4 separate regions of the Mus musculus genome follow, and all the other regions are linked to region 3. Evidence: chromatin contacts called from public promoter capture Hi-C data. All regions are on one chromosome and are shown on one strand. The core of a region is the stretch at or near the end of the contact, and the rest is flanking DNA. Distances in the headings are between cores, read along the strand shown.

What was found. Promoter capture Hi-C pulls out the DNA fragments that hold promoters and counts their contacts.
Region 1: a contact with region 3 is called in a promoter capture Hi-C map of embryonic stem cells, with 5 times the contacts expected there. The contact joins the promoter of Slc8a3 here to the promoter of Rgs6 in region 3. A contact is called at or near these places in 5 of 39 promoter capture datasets (the C10 cell line, the HPC-7 cell line, embryonic stem cells and 2 more), 1 of 484 Hi-C or Micro-C datasets (embryonic stem cells) and 1 of 9 other capture datasets (liver).
Region 2: a contact with region 3 is called in a promoter capture Hi-C map of stem cell-derived epiblast-like cells, with 2.2 times the contacts expected there. The contact joins the promoter of Cox16 here to the promoter of Rgs6 in region 3. A contact is called at or near these places in 2 of 39 promoter capture datasets (embryonic stem cells and stem cell-derived epiblast-like cells).
Region 4: a promoter capture Hi-C map of embryonic stem cells shows a contact between it and region 3, with 5 times the contacts expected there. The contact joins the promoter of Smoc1 here to the promoter of Rgs6 in region 3. A contact is called at or near these places in 5 of 39 promoter capture datasets (embryonic stem cells, liver and pre-B cells) and 1 of 484 Hi-C or Micro-C datasets (embryonic stem cells).

The regions. Positions count from the first base shown.
Region 1 is chr12:81,331,642-81,334,611 of GRCm38.p6, forward strand. It overlaps Slc8a3 (solute carrier family 8 (sodium/calcium exchanger), member 3), which reads right to left and starts at 1,539. Exons shown (of 7, transcript NM_001167920.1): 1 at 1,000-1,539.
Region 2 is chr12:81,483,461-81,486,531 of GRCm38.p6, forward strand. Cox16 (cytochrome c oxidase assembly protein 16) reads right to left here and starts at 1,677. Exons shown (of 4, transcript NM_001309809.2): 1 at 1,437-1,677. The coding sequence starts at 1,505. The region is part of intron 3 of Gm20498 (predicted gene 20498); the gene reads right to left.
Region 3 is chr12:82,615,001-82,618,174 of GRCm38.p6, forward strand. It overlaps Rgs6 (regulator of G-protein signaling 6), which reads left to right and starts at 1,925. Exons shown (of 17, transcript NM_015812.4): 1 at 1,925-2,383.
Region 4 is chr12:81,025,499-81,028,348 of GRCm38.p6, forward strand. It overlaps Smoc1 (SPARC related modular calcium binding 1), which reads left to right and starts at 1,310. Exons shown (of 13, transcript NM_022316.2): 1 at 1,310-1,660. The coding sequence starts at 1,565.

The DNA of each region.
Region 1 (2,970 bases), core at 289-2,788, 1.3 Mb before region 3:
CATTAAAGGCATTTGTTCTATCCCCTCCCCTTCCCCTTTAAAAATAAAACACAACGAATGAAAAAGAAAAACTACCTCCCTCCCTGAAACCCCTCTAGCAAATCCTATTTATCCTCTGACCCAGTGTGGCTCAGGTCCTCAGGGCAGGTCAGCCAGGGCTTGCAGAAGCAGCCTGGCCTTTAAAAGAGGGCTCCTGCCTGAGAGAGAGAGAGAGAGAGAGAGAGAGAGAGAGAGAGAGAGAGAGAGAGAGAGAGAGTTGAAGAAAGGAGGGGACCTTAGTTATATACTTTTCACAGCTCTCCAGGCAGCCCTGGATTTCTCAGATCACCAGGTAGCTCTTGGCTGGAGAGCCCTCTGGGATTGGAGGGAAGGGGATACAATGGGACTGCAGTTATGGGCAGGCAGCAATGGAGTCCCGAGATTGGGGTACGTGCATGCGTGTGCGCGCATGAGTTCGTGTGTGTGTGTGTGTGTGTGTGTGTGTGTGTGTCACGCGCATGCGCGCGTCCGCCTAGGGAATAACGCGGTCCCCCTCCTAGCCACTCAGCTCCAAGAACTCACACGCCCTGACACCCGCGACACACACACACACACACACACACACACACACACACACACACACGCACCGCCATGAAGCTTCCTCATTGAGCTACCCCGCCACTAAGTCATCAAACCCAAAACAGGACTGTACACACGTTTCCAGTACTATGGCTCACAGGCATCTCTAGCAGCACCCCCAGCACTCTAGCTTAGACACCCTCCCAGATTTTCCCCCACTACACCGCATATACAACATATTTCCCGGGCACCCTCCCCCACTTTTCTGGCACTAAACCCGCCGCAAGGCAGCGCATACGAATGATCTTGAGAAATAACTTATCATGATTCTTCACCAGGGACCCTCTCTCGGGAGAATATCAGGCTTGGGATCTTGGCAGGCGTCCCCTGCCTCTGCGGTCCTCCAGAGCTTGGGGATTGTGGGCTCATCCCATTACTCACCGATTCCCCTCAGCCTCCAGAGCTCGATGGGCAAGTGAGGCGGGCTAGGAAGGTGCACGATGCCCGCGCCGCCCAGCTCCTCACGGGCCGCAGCGGCTCATCGCCCCCGCGGGCTGCGGGCCGGCTGCAGCGGCGTCCAGGGCATGGCAGTCCGCCGCGGCTGCCGCCCGGAGCTGTGGGCTAGCAGCTGTCAGGGGGCTACCAGGCAGCGCATCTGGAGCAGGATCGCTGGGGCCAGGGCGCAGGGAGCGTTGTACAGACCCTCGGCGGCGTCCAGCCAAGGAGCAGAGACTGCCCGAGTGGCCCAAGCAAGGCCCGGAGTCCCGGCCGCGGTCGCCTGGGGATCCCTATGGGAGGGGTGGGACGGAGAGCAGCGCGGCGCGCCCTGGCGGCTCGGAGGGACCCCGGCGGGGGCTGGCTGCCGCGACGCCCGGGCTTTCCCCGGGCTGGGAGCGCGCGGCTCAGCCTTGCCCACTGTCACCACCGGAGACGTCTCGGCCTCGCCGCGCTCAGAGGGGACGAGCGTAGGGGCTGGTTTCTGGGTGAGCCTAGAGCTTTGCCCATTAAGCCTCCGCAAGGAGCCAAATCAAAAAGCCAATCTCCAAGCCTCCAAACTCGACGTCACCCTATCAGCTGGGAGACAGCTACACCGAATGACAAGCCGCGCATATTTAGCCTCGGGAGCGGAGGGGAGTTTTCCACAGCGCTTCTCAGCGGGCCTGGGACACCAAGCACGGACCTAGCATGCAGAGTCCCAGGAGATTGAATGCAGATGCAAGCCCTACCAAGAAGCCACCAACCCAACCGTTGAGCCTGGAGCTTAGAGCATTGGAGCTGGCTGCAGCTGCAAGGAGTCCTGACCTGGATTCCCGGGAGTTGGTAGTCCTGAAGTCCCGGCAGCAGGCAAGAAGCTCGGCACAGGCTTTCCTCTTGTCCTCGGGAGACGCCACCGCCCGCAGTCCCGAAATTAAGTTCCCTCCAAACACATTGTGGTTTTTAAATATAGCAGGGAATGATTACCCAGGCAAGGTCCACCCAGGCCTAGGGGAAGACTCGAGGGGGATGGAGGTTGGCAATGTGTGTGTGTGTGTGGGGGGGGGGGGACAACGACGACTCCTTTTTCTCTCCCATTTATTCCCCCCCCCCCTTTCTTGGTGCAGAACTCACCCTGTCATTTTCTCAACCCAAGTCAAGCAAGAGCTTTGTGAGAGACGCTTGGGTGAGCACTGCTATGTTGGCTTTGGTGATTTTTAAAGCTAAAAATAAAAGGGGGCTGCCTTTCAAATTGCTGCTTACTCTGGGCCTGGAGACCAAGGCAGAGATGGTCCTTTGATGCAGCATCAGAACTAGGGTTTGGGGCTTGGCTCGAGAGTAGTGCACACACAGCCTTAAATCAGATGCCTGTAATTTCTGCTATATTTGTCACGCGTGGTCCTGGTGGCAGGAGGAGTGGGCAGACATGCCTAAGGATGGGATTGCGTGTCCTCAGCATATTGGTGTCATCAGGCAGCTGTGAAATGAGAGTGGAGGCTGGCCTTTTGCATAGACCCCAGTGTAGATGGGACAGAAACTGCTTCTGCTGTCTGAAGCCAAGCATAAGAGGAATCAGACAGTATCCTATCTCCTGAGCAGAGTTAGTGCCAGTGAATTTGGTTGCATTGTTTGATACCATCCTCACAGAAGGCTATGAAATATACACAATTACTCTTCCACTTTTCGGTTGACCTTTGTTGTCTAGAAGTTAAACAGCTGTCCTAAGAGGACATGCAGCAGAGTCAAGGATGGGAAAGGAGGAGACCAAGTAGAGTCCTACTGACAAGCAGCAAAGTGTGATACCACAAAGCATGTACAACCCTCCAGCTCCCTGACACCAACCAGGGAGAAGGACCTCTTTAACAAGGTTTGGTCCAAAGAGCTTGTACCTGCAAGAGGTAGAAAGCACCCGAACTTGGAAGGAAATATACTCTTTGG
Region 2 (3,071 bases), core at 427-2,926, 1.1 Mb before region 3:
AATGCTATTTGGGATACATAAGACTAAATCAAAATGGCTGCTTTTATACATACATATAATATATAATTTTATATATATACACACATATATATAATTAACATGTAACAATTTTAATTTTTAAAAGTCATAAAACTGAAAGGGAGAAAGGAATCACAGGAGAAGTTGGCGGGGGAGAGGTAGGGATGAAAAGGGTGTAAACACAGTGCTTATCTATTAAATCTATATAGTAATTTTAAATAAAAAAGAATGCTATTTTGCACACATGTATGTGCATAAAGCAAACAGAAATGAACGACTAGCTAGCTGTGTGTGTGTGTGCACGCGCGCGCGCGCGCGCGCGTGTGTGTGTGTGTGTGTGCGCGCGCGCGCGTTATAAAACAGAAGAGGAGAAACCCAGAACTCAGAGGAGGATTTCTCAAATTGGGCATAGAAAGTGCTCTTTGCTTAACTTCTGGAAGGGCATCTGTAAAATAAATTAGGCTTAAGAGTTTTTTCTAGACAGAGTTCCAGAGTGTGCCTTCATAAGACTGATAGGACCATTTAAAAACTGACCAAGAAAGGAATTTCCATTTGTAAAGGAGCCTCTTTCCTGCTGGGTAGCCCCGAAAATAGGGCAGGGTGCTAAGTCTACATAGAAAGCCTAGCCCTGAGATTTTTTTTTTCTTTCCATAACATCTTGACTTTTATAATTTTGAAAGAAAATCAAATTGACTCCCATAGTGATAAATGGTAAGTCAGTAGCAACATCCGTGATTTTGAACGGCAGAGGAACTTGCAGAAATAAAAAAATTTATATATGCCTTGTAAATTGCTGTCATTTTATAAAAACGAACGCTTACCCCAAAACTCTTAAAGCAGATTGCAGAGTTCCCTAATTATCAAAACAAGATCCAGACACATCAAAGACGACTTAAAAAAACATATTACGTTTCTAAAATCAACCTTTCTTTTAGCAGTGCTTAAATACAAAAGGCACTTCACACGTGCCAAGAACCACACCAAGAAAAATGTCTTGTATTTTTAAAAGTTTTTGTTTATTTTCTTTTATATCGTAATATGCTAAAGCAAATTAACTTAACAATGATCAAACAACAAATTATGAACATAATTACTACAAATGAATGTAATTATTAAAGAAGACATTTGATTAGTCTTCTTGCAAAATCTCAACATTTAACCCAGGAAAGGTACTGTAAAACGGGGATAGTAACACGCGCGTTCACGAAGGGAAAGGAAACGGGGGGTGGGGGATGGCGGGACCCGAGGTACACTTTTGAGCGTGAACTTAAAAACAAAAACAAAAACCTCAAAGCTCCGGTGGCTCCCACAGACCCCCTAGTCAGCAGTATCCGAAAGACAGCACCAATACGCCACTCAGCCAAAGAGGGCCCGCCCCTTCCGGACTCGCAGCCCCTGCTCCCGTCACAGCCGCTCACCAACATGGGAACTCCATAGCGTAGAGTCTTGTTCTTACGCAGAGCTCGCAACACAGCGGGCGCAATCATGGCAGAAGGTGCGGCCTGCTTAGTCAGCCGCTTCCAGAGCGAGCCCAGCGCGGCCCGCAACACGTCTCAGGCGAAGTTGTAGACTCAGCGCAGGCTTTGGGTGCCAGGTCCACGCCTGATAAGCCTCCCCGAGGCAAACGGAAACGATTGGCCTTAACGCACTTCTGCTTCCTCCCTCCCCCGGAAGTCGAGGCTTCTGAGCTCTGGTTCCGTGACCTCAGGATACGCCGGGTGCAATTGGGTTTTTCGATTTGGAAAATCTGTAATTCGCATATTCTGGATCTTGACTTCTGCGACTCAAGAAACTCAGATAAAGGGCGGGGTTGGTTTTTAAGCTAATGCACAAGTAGCACCAGGTTAATGAACACATTTTAAGTCGTGGCTCATCAGTTGTAACTGAACTTTTTAAAATTTTTTATTATTTTATTTATTTACAATTCAAATGCTATCCCCCGTCCCGGTTTCTGCTCCGCAAACCCTCTATCCTACTCCTTACTCTCTGCTTCTTTGAGGGTGCTCCCCCACCGACTCCCACCTCACTGCCCTAGCATTCTCCTACACTGGAGCATCAGGCCTTCAGAGGACCAAGGGCCTCTCCTCCAATGGATACCAGATAAAGCCATCCTCTGCTACAAATGCACCTGGAGCCATAGGTCCCTCCACGCATACTCTTTGGTTGGTGGTTTAGTCCCTGGGAGCTCTGGGGAATCTGATTGGTTGTTCTACCTATGGGGTTGCAAATCCCTTCAGTTCCTTCAAGTCCTTCCCCAACTCCTCTATTGGGGTCCCTGTTCTCAGTCCGATGGTTGGATGTGAGCATCCACATCTGTATAGGTAAGGCTCTGACAGCCTCTCAGGAGACAGCTATATCAAGCTCCTTGCAACAAGCACTTCTTGGCATCGGCAATAGTGATGGCTGTATGGGTATTGATCAACAATAGGTTTGGTAGCTGCATATGGGATGGATCCCCAGGTAGGGCAGTCTCTGATGGCCTTTCCTTCAGTCTCTACTCCACTCTTTGTCCCTATATTTTCTTTAGACAAGAGCAATTTTGGATTAAAATTTTTGAGAAAAGTGGGTGGCCCCATCCCTCAACTGGGGGTCATGTCTAACCTCTGGATATGGTCTCTACAGGTTCTCCCTCCCCTTTGTTGGGTATTTCAGCTAATGTCATCCCCATTGGGTCCTGGGAACCTCTTGCTTTCCTGGTGTCTGGGACCTTCTGTTGGCTACCTCCTGTTCATCTCCCATTGCAACACACCTTTCTGTTCAGTTCCCTGATCCTGGCTCTGTACATCTCCCCTGTTTCTTCCCACCTGACCCTGCCCCCCCTTTTTTTCTTCTCCCCTTCCTTTATTCCTCCCAACCTTCCCACCCTCTATCTCCCATGATTATTTTGTTCCCTCTTCTAAGTAGGACTGAAGCATCACACTTTGGTCTTCCTTCTTCTTGAGCTTCATATGGTCTGTATAAGTTGTATCATGAATATTCCAAGCTTTTTTTCCTAATATCCACTTATCAGTGAGTGTATACCATGTGTGTTCTTTTGTGACTGGATTACCTCA
Region 3 (3,174 bases), core at 675-3,174:
GAGAACAATTATACCTCAGTGTATCTTTTTAAGCCATCTCTTCTGAAGTCATATTGAATTACAAAACACATTACACGAGCAGGTGGACAGACTAGTTCGTTTGTTCACTTTATTTGGGTGTTCCTAGTTTCCAACCATCTGTGAATAAGTAACAAATGACTGTGTATTAGGCACTTTCTCTTCCCAGTGGCAAAATACTGGAGACAAACAATTTACAAGAAGGAAAGACTTCTTTTGGCGTCAAGTTTCAGAGATTTTTAGCCTATGGTTTTTTGGTCTTGTGCTTCAAGCTACTGTCTTGGAGGATGCTGGTAGGAGACCTGTATACTGCGTGGAGACTGAGGGAGGAGCTAGTCTCATCATACACCCTTCAGTGGGACCCCTCCATGGACCCAGCTTCCTTCTACTGGGTCCCACCTCTGACTTAAAGTGCTTACCCCTACCAATAGGGCACACACAGGGTTCCTAGGCACATCTTATCTCCAACTTACACTCACTGACCCCTTCAGACTTCAGAGTACAGTTCCTAAAAACAGGTCACTCTTAGTGTGGCTAGCACACTAGCTTTATGTGAGGAAACAACACAGACATGTCTATTTTCTTGAATCAGTATATTATAGAAATCCATGGTTATAGGTGTTATTTACAGGGGTTGGATCCTACCCAAGGCCACCTTCTGAGTTAGCAGCCTTGTCCTCGGGCCTCGCTCAATCAGAAGCCATCTTTAACAATCTGCCATTTTAGAAGAATGGATTTACATTCAGAAGAATCTATTTACCTTTAACTGATGTTCTTTGTTATTTGCATATTTATGCACAGCAGTGTTGACAAACATGCATATTGCCAAGGAAACTTTAAATTTTCACCCCCAGAGCCATAAAGATGAAGAGTCCAGATCATTCATCCCCAATGACTTGGAGTAATTTATTTATTTTTTTCTGTGATTAATACACTAAAGTATAAATTACTGATTTATTATTGGTGTTGGTAACATTGACATACATACACATCTACTGGTAACTATTTAGTACCAACCACCTTGTCCTACCTCCAACTACAGTTCCCTAAAATAATTTGAGACAGGCCTTCATGTAGTCCAGTGTGACTCACGGACTCCCTAAGTAGCCAAAGCTGGCCTCGAACTTCTGTTCTTTCTGCTTCCAGCCCCTGAGTATTACAGGTGGATACCATCTCTGTCGGGGTTTACTCAGTGCTGGGGAAAGCACTATATTAGGTGAGCTACATCTGCAACCCAGTCATAAGTCATCAAAAATCACGTTTCAGGACTCTCAGGTTAAAATGTCCATTCAAGTTACCCTTGTTCATTTGAATGTCAAAGCTTCTCTTCTTGCCCAAGGATATTGTGCATAGTTTCCCCCTTAGATTCCCTTTTGTATTGTTTCAAGATAGTATCAACCACAAAGCGCTCCCAACGCTGTGTGGTGTAAACGTTGAATAAATAAAACCACGAGATTAGCAACAATATCTCTGACGAACGCACTGGCTCATTTTAATTTAGAGGGCGCCAGCCCCACGTCAGTGAGGGATTCAAAAGCTACCGGGACAGCACCTCAGGCCAGAATCGTGAGCACCTTGGCGCCACTAAAGTTTCAGTACACGGTCATCCTGGCAGCAAGGAGAGGAGCCTTGGCTTGTTTAACACAGTCCCTCAGTTTTCTAGGTAGCTGCTCGGTTGCCTGGAATCTGCAGATTATTTTTTTCCTCGCTTGCTGCACAGGGCCTGATCCGTACCCCGGGCGGCGCCGGGACAGGTGAGCCTGGCGGCGGCGACCTAAGAACGTGCTCAGGTGTCAGGGTCCCGCTCATAGCGCGTGGCTCAGGCCAGGTGCGGGCGCCCAGGTGCGCGGCGCGAGGCTGCAGCTGCTCTGGGTCCCCGACAGCGGGCGCCGCTGCGGCAGCGGCCGAGCCGAGCGCCTGGGCTGCGCGACTCCGGGCAGCTCCTTGGCGATCGGCCCCCACCGGGTGGCCAAGAACTCCGCCCGGGGGCGCCCCGGGGTCCCTGTTGCTGCGGGCGCCGAGGGGGCGGTTCCGGTCCGGACCAGCGAGGGGCGAGGGAAACACCCCGGGAGCCCCGCGCCCTGGCACCATGAGACCCGCCGCGCCTCCTCCCGGGTCCGGAGCTGTACAGTGTGCTCGCTGAGCCCCCTGCGGTCGCCGCCTCGTAGAGTGGCACCAAGAAGGTGGAAGAGGAGGAGAAGGCGACACTCGGGAGAGCAGTGCCCGGACAGATTTGGCCGCTCCTCCACCCCCCGAGAGCTGGCGACTCCCGGGTTCCCCAGCCTTATCATGAGCCGGGCGCCAGCCGGGCTTTAGGAGAAACTGAGACGCCGGAGCGAGTCGAGACAATTCTTTGGTTGCTAAGGTAATTGTAGTTGGACAAAAAAGGGACAAGAAAAGAACCCGGAGGAAAAGGAATGGAAGCCGCACCCGCGCCCCGATCTGTGTGGCTTGCATTCCTCGGGGGTGGGCGCTTGTCCATTTCGGATGCGTGACAGGTGCGGGTGTGTGTCTGCAGTTTGGGACTGTGCAGGGCGAGCTTACGTAAGTGACTCGGCGAGCTGGCATGCGGACTTGTGTGGGATGGGTGCAGGTCTGCGTGGAAATCGCCTTCCCGGCTTTGGGGTGGGACGCGCTCCGAGCCTGGGCCTGGAGGGCGTGCGGGGCCCCGAAGGCTTTCTCTTCTTCCCAGCCATCCGCTCGGAGAGCGCAGGTGGGGGAATCTACCTCCAGCAACTTTTCCTGAGAATAAGCTCCCGATTTGTGGGTTGAAAGGGCGAGGCTCCGTGGTGAGGTGAGGACCGCAGGGGCGGGTGGTGAGGTCTGAGGCTTGGGAGTTGCTTTCACAGACGGTAGGTATAGGCTTTTCTGAGCAGGTCAGGCTGCTTAAAAAGTGTGATGAGGGAAGTGACCCAGAAAATTTAAATTTGTTCAGAGGAAAAGCTGCGGGTTTTCATTCTTTTTTAATTTGACAAAGTGGGTGCGTTTTCTCTCTCACGGAGACAGTGGCATTTCTAAGTCTGCAAATAAATTGAACATGTTTTGAATCTCGTTGGTTTGGAATTATTCTCGCAGCATCAGTGCCTGCTTAGAAACTGGACCTGTAGGTAAGTTCTGATAAAAGCCCTTTAGCAGCCCTAAAGGAAAACTTGAAAG
Region 4 (2,850 bases), core at 60-2,559, 1.6 Mb before region 3:
TTAGGGTTAGCTTGCTCTTATAATCGAGAAGAGAAGCTGGAAGGGAGCAGAGCTAATCTTTGTCAGGACCTCTCAGGGCAGTCAGGGAGCTGTGAAACCTGGGCTTTATTTCAATCTGGTTAGAGAAATGGATCTTTCTTCACGAAGGGACGGGCCTGGACCGGTGGAAATCAAGCACGAAGAGTTGTGTTCCACTTTTGGAGATAATCACGGGTCTCTTGCGGGGAAGGCAGCAGACACTTTGTTGGGTTGAAGTGAGTGTGTGTGATGCGATGTAGCTGTTACCATTTTCAGGGTGGCCTCTTGGACCACTATGGAAAGAGCTCTAGCACCTGATAGGCCTGCTTAGAGCTGACCTATACAATCCAGGCTTGGGCTCCCAGGAAATTGCTCCTTGGAGGTCTCTAGGATATCTGTGCTCACAGAACACTCCTCCATCTCCTCCATTCATAACTTTCCTCCTCCCAATATGGGACCAGGATTCCTGGGACTGCCCTCTCCTCCCCGGCCTCCGCCCCAGCGTTGTTAGGCCACAGAGAAGCTGCTCCTGTGTTCTTTAAGTTCAGACTGATTAGCCAAGATGCCCGGGTTCTGACCGCAGGTCACATGGACCATAGGGCCATAGGGGTAGTTTACTGGACCCTCGGGGGACCCACCTTAGGCTGCTTCGGTTCGCCTCCGTCAGAATTATCTCAGGCAGCCGCTGTGGAACTTGGGTGTCACCCGTAAGGAGATTTTTTTTTTCTTTTTGAAATAAATGAATACCTCTTCCCGTAGGTCGCAGCTCACTCTGTGGGCCGCACCTGGTGGTTCCCCAGGTTGCCCTTGATTTTGCGGCCTCCGGGAAACATTTCTCAAGGACTTTGGGTCATTTGGAGCTATTTTCCCTGCCTGCTTCATGGAGCTGTTGCGACAACTCAAGCCTAAGAACTAACACACGATAAGTGTGTAAGGCTTCTTTACTATCCAGGTGACCATTCAGGAGGGACTGAGGCTGCTGGAGCGCGCGGAGGTTCCCAGCGAGGACTTGCTGAGAAAAAGTTACTCTTTATCCCAGCCTCTGCTGGAGCCCACTGTGGCCGGGAAGCCAGTGTAGCTCCTGGGGGGGTGGGGGGTGGGGGTGGGGGTGGGGGTGGGGGTGGGGGTGGGGTGGGGTACTGACCACGAACCGCCCCTCTCATCTCTCTCCCATTGGCTTCCACCTGCCGGAGGGTCGGCTGCTACAGGCCTCTCGACCCGTCAGTCAGCCTCTCCGGGCCCCGCCCCTCCCCTCCCGGGGTTTATAACGGGAATTCCCATGGCCCGAGCTCCCGCATCCAACCTGCTGTCGCCGCGGCCACGCCGAGCGCAGCAGGCGCCACGCGCAGAGCACACGCTCGCACTCCAGCTCCGGGCCTCCGCCGTTCATGACCGTGACCCCGGGCGCAGGCTCCTCCAGCCCCTGCCGCTGGCTCTTCGGCCACTCCCAGCTGCTGCAAGGGTCCCCACCTCCCCAAGTGCTTTGAAGCTAGCCTGAGCCCCCCTGCCCGCTGCCCGCTCGTGGCTGCCCGGCTCCGCTGGCACCATGCTGCCCGCGCGCGTCCGTCTGCTCACGCCCCACTTGCTGCTCGTGTTGGTGCAGCTGTCCCCGGCCGGCGGCCACCGCACCACCGGCCCCAGGGTAAGTGCGTCTCCCAGCTGCGCGCGCCCACCTGCGCTTGGCCGCTCATCTACAGGAGGGGGAAGGGAGGTGTCAGACCTTGTCCTCGACTTTACCGTCTAGTCCCTTGCAGGCCTCTTGGAGAAGTTGCTGAAATAAAATTTCATTGCCCCCCTCCTTCCCCGCCTTTTCTTGTAGCACTGACTCCCCACGACCTGTCACCGGTGGGTTTTCTTTCTCGAACTTCTCCTGAGGTTTTTCTCCTGGGCCTCCTAGGTCGGTGGGATCTCGGCCTTGGCTGGAGCAGAGTTTCCCTATGTTGTCGCTGCACCAGTCCCTCGAGCTGGCTTTCTTGGCAGGCAGAGGGTGTGTGTGTGTGTGTGTGTGTGTGTGTAGAAGGGGCGGGGGGGGGCACTCTGCCTAGAGAGTTTTAGGTTACCCGCGAGCCACACAAGGACCTTGTGTTGTTGTTGTTTTAAAAAGCAATCGCTGCTCGTAAAACCCACAGCAGATAATTTTAATGCCCCCCTCCTGCTGGCCTGGCCCTGGAGGAGTGGCAGGGGTAGGGAGCCGTGGAGAAGTTCGGAAGAACTTCTCCCCTGGGTTGGATCGGTTGAACCTTGATCTGATTGGAGTTTCTGAACCACACGAAATGTGCCAATTCTGTGCACAGGACGGGTTGTCCAGGGCATTGTAAAAAAAACGGGAACCAGCAGCACCGTGCTCATTTCTGGTCTAGATTATTGTTCTCCCTGCTCCCTCCTAATGGTCTAATAAAGAATTTCACTGCCTTAAAAATGTATTTGTTAAACCACCTAGAGGTTCCTTTGGCAACACGTAAGGGAGGCAGTCTCTGGGCAAGGATCAGGGTCAGTAAGATCAGAAGCCGGACCTCTGGGTAGCAGCTTGCCCGCTCCCATTCTGCGAGAATCTCTCTGGGAAAATAGCAAGGATTTGACTTCTGAGCAAATGAAGTTGGCTTCTCCACCAAATTGTGCTTTCTTCCCTGGATATCCTCTGGCCCCATTTCCTGGATGGCTAGCCCCATTACCACCTGTTCCCATAGCAGCTTCTTTATTCCTGGCCTTTGCTACCCGGGAATCATCTTTATAGCTGCAGTGTATGGAGGAAAAGCTTTGCAAAACCTGACTTAACTTAATGGCTACCCAGATGCTGAGCTGCTCACATCCGAGCCCACCTATCACTGGGAG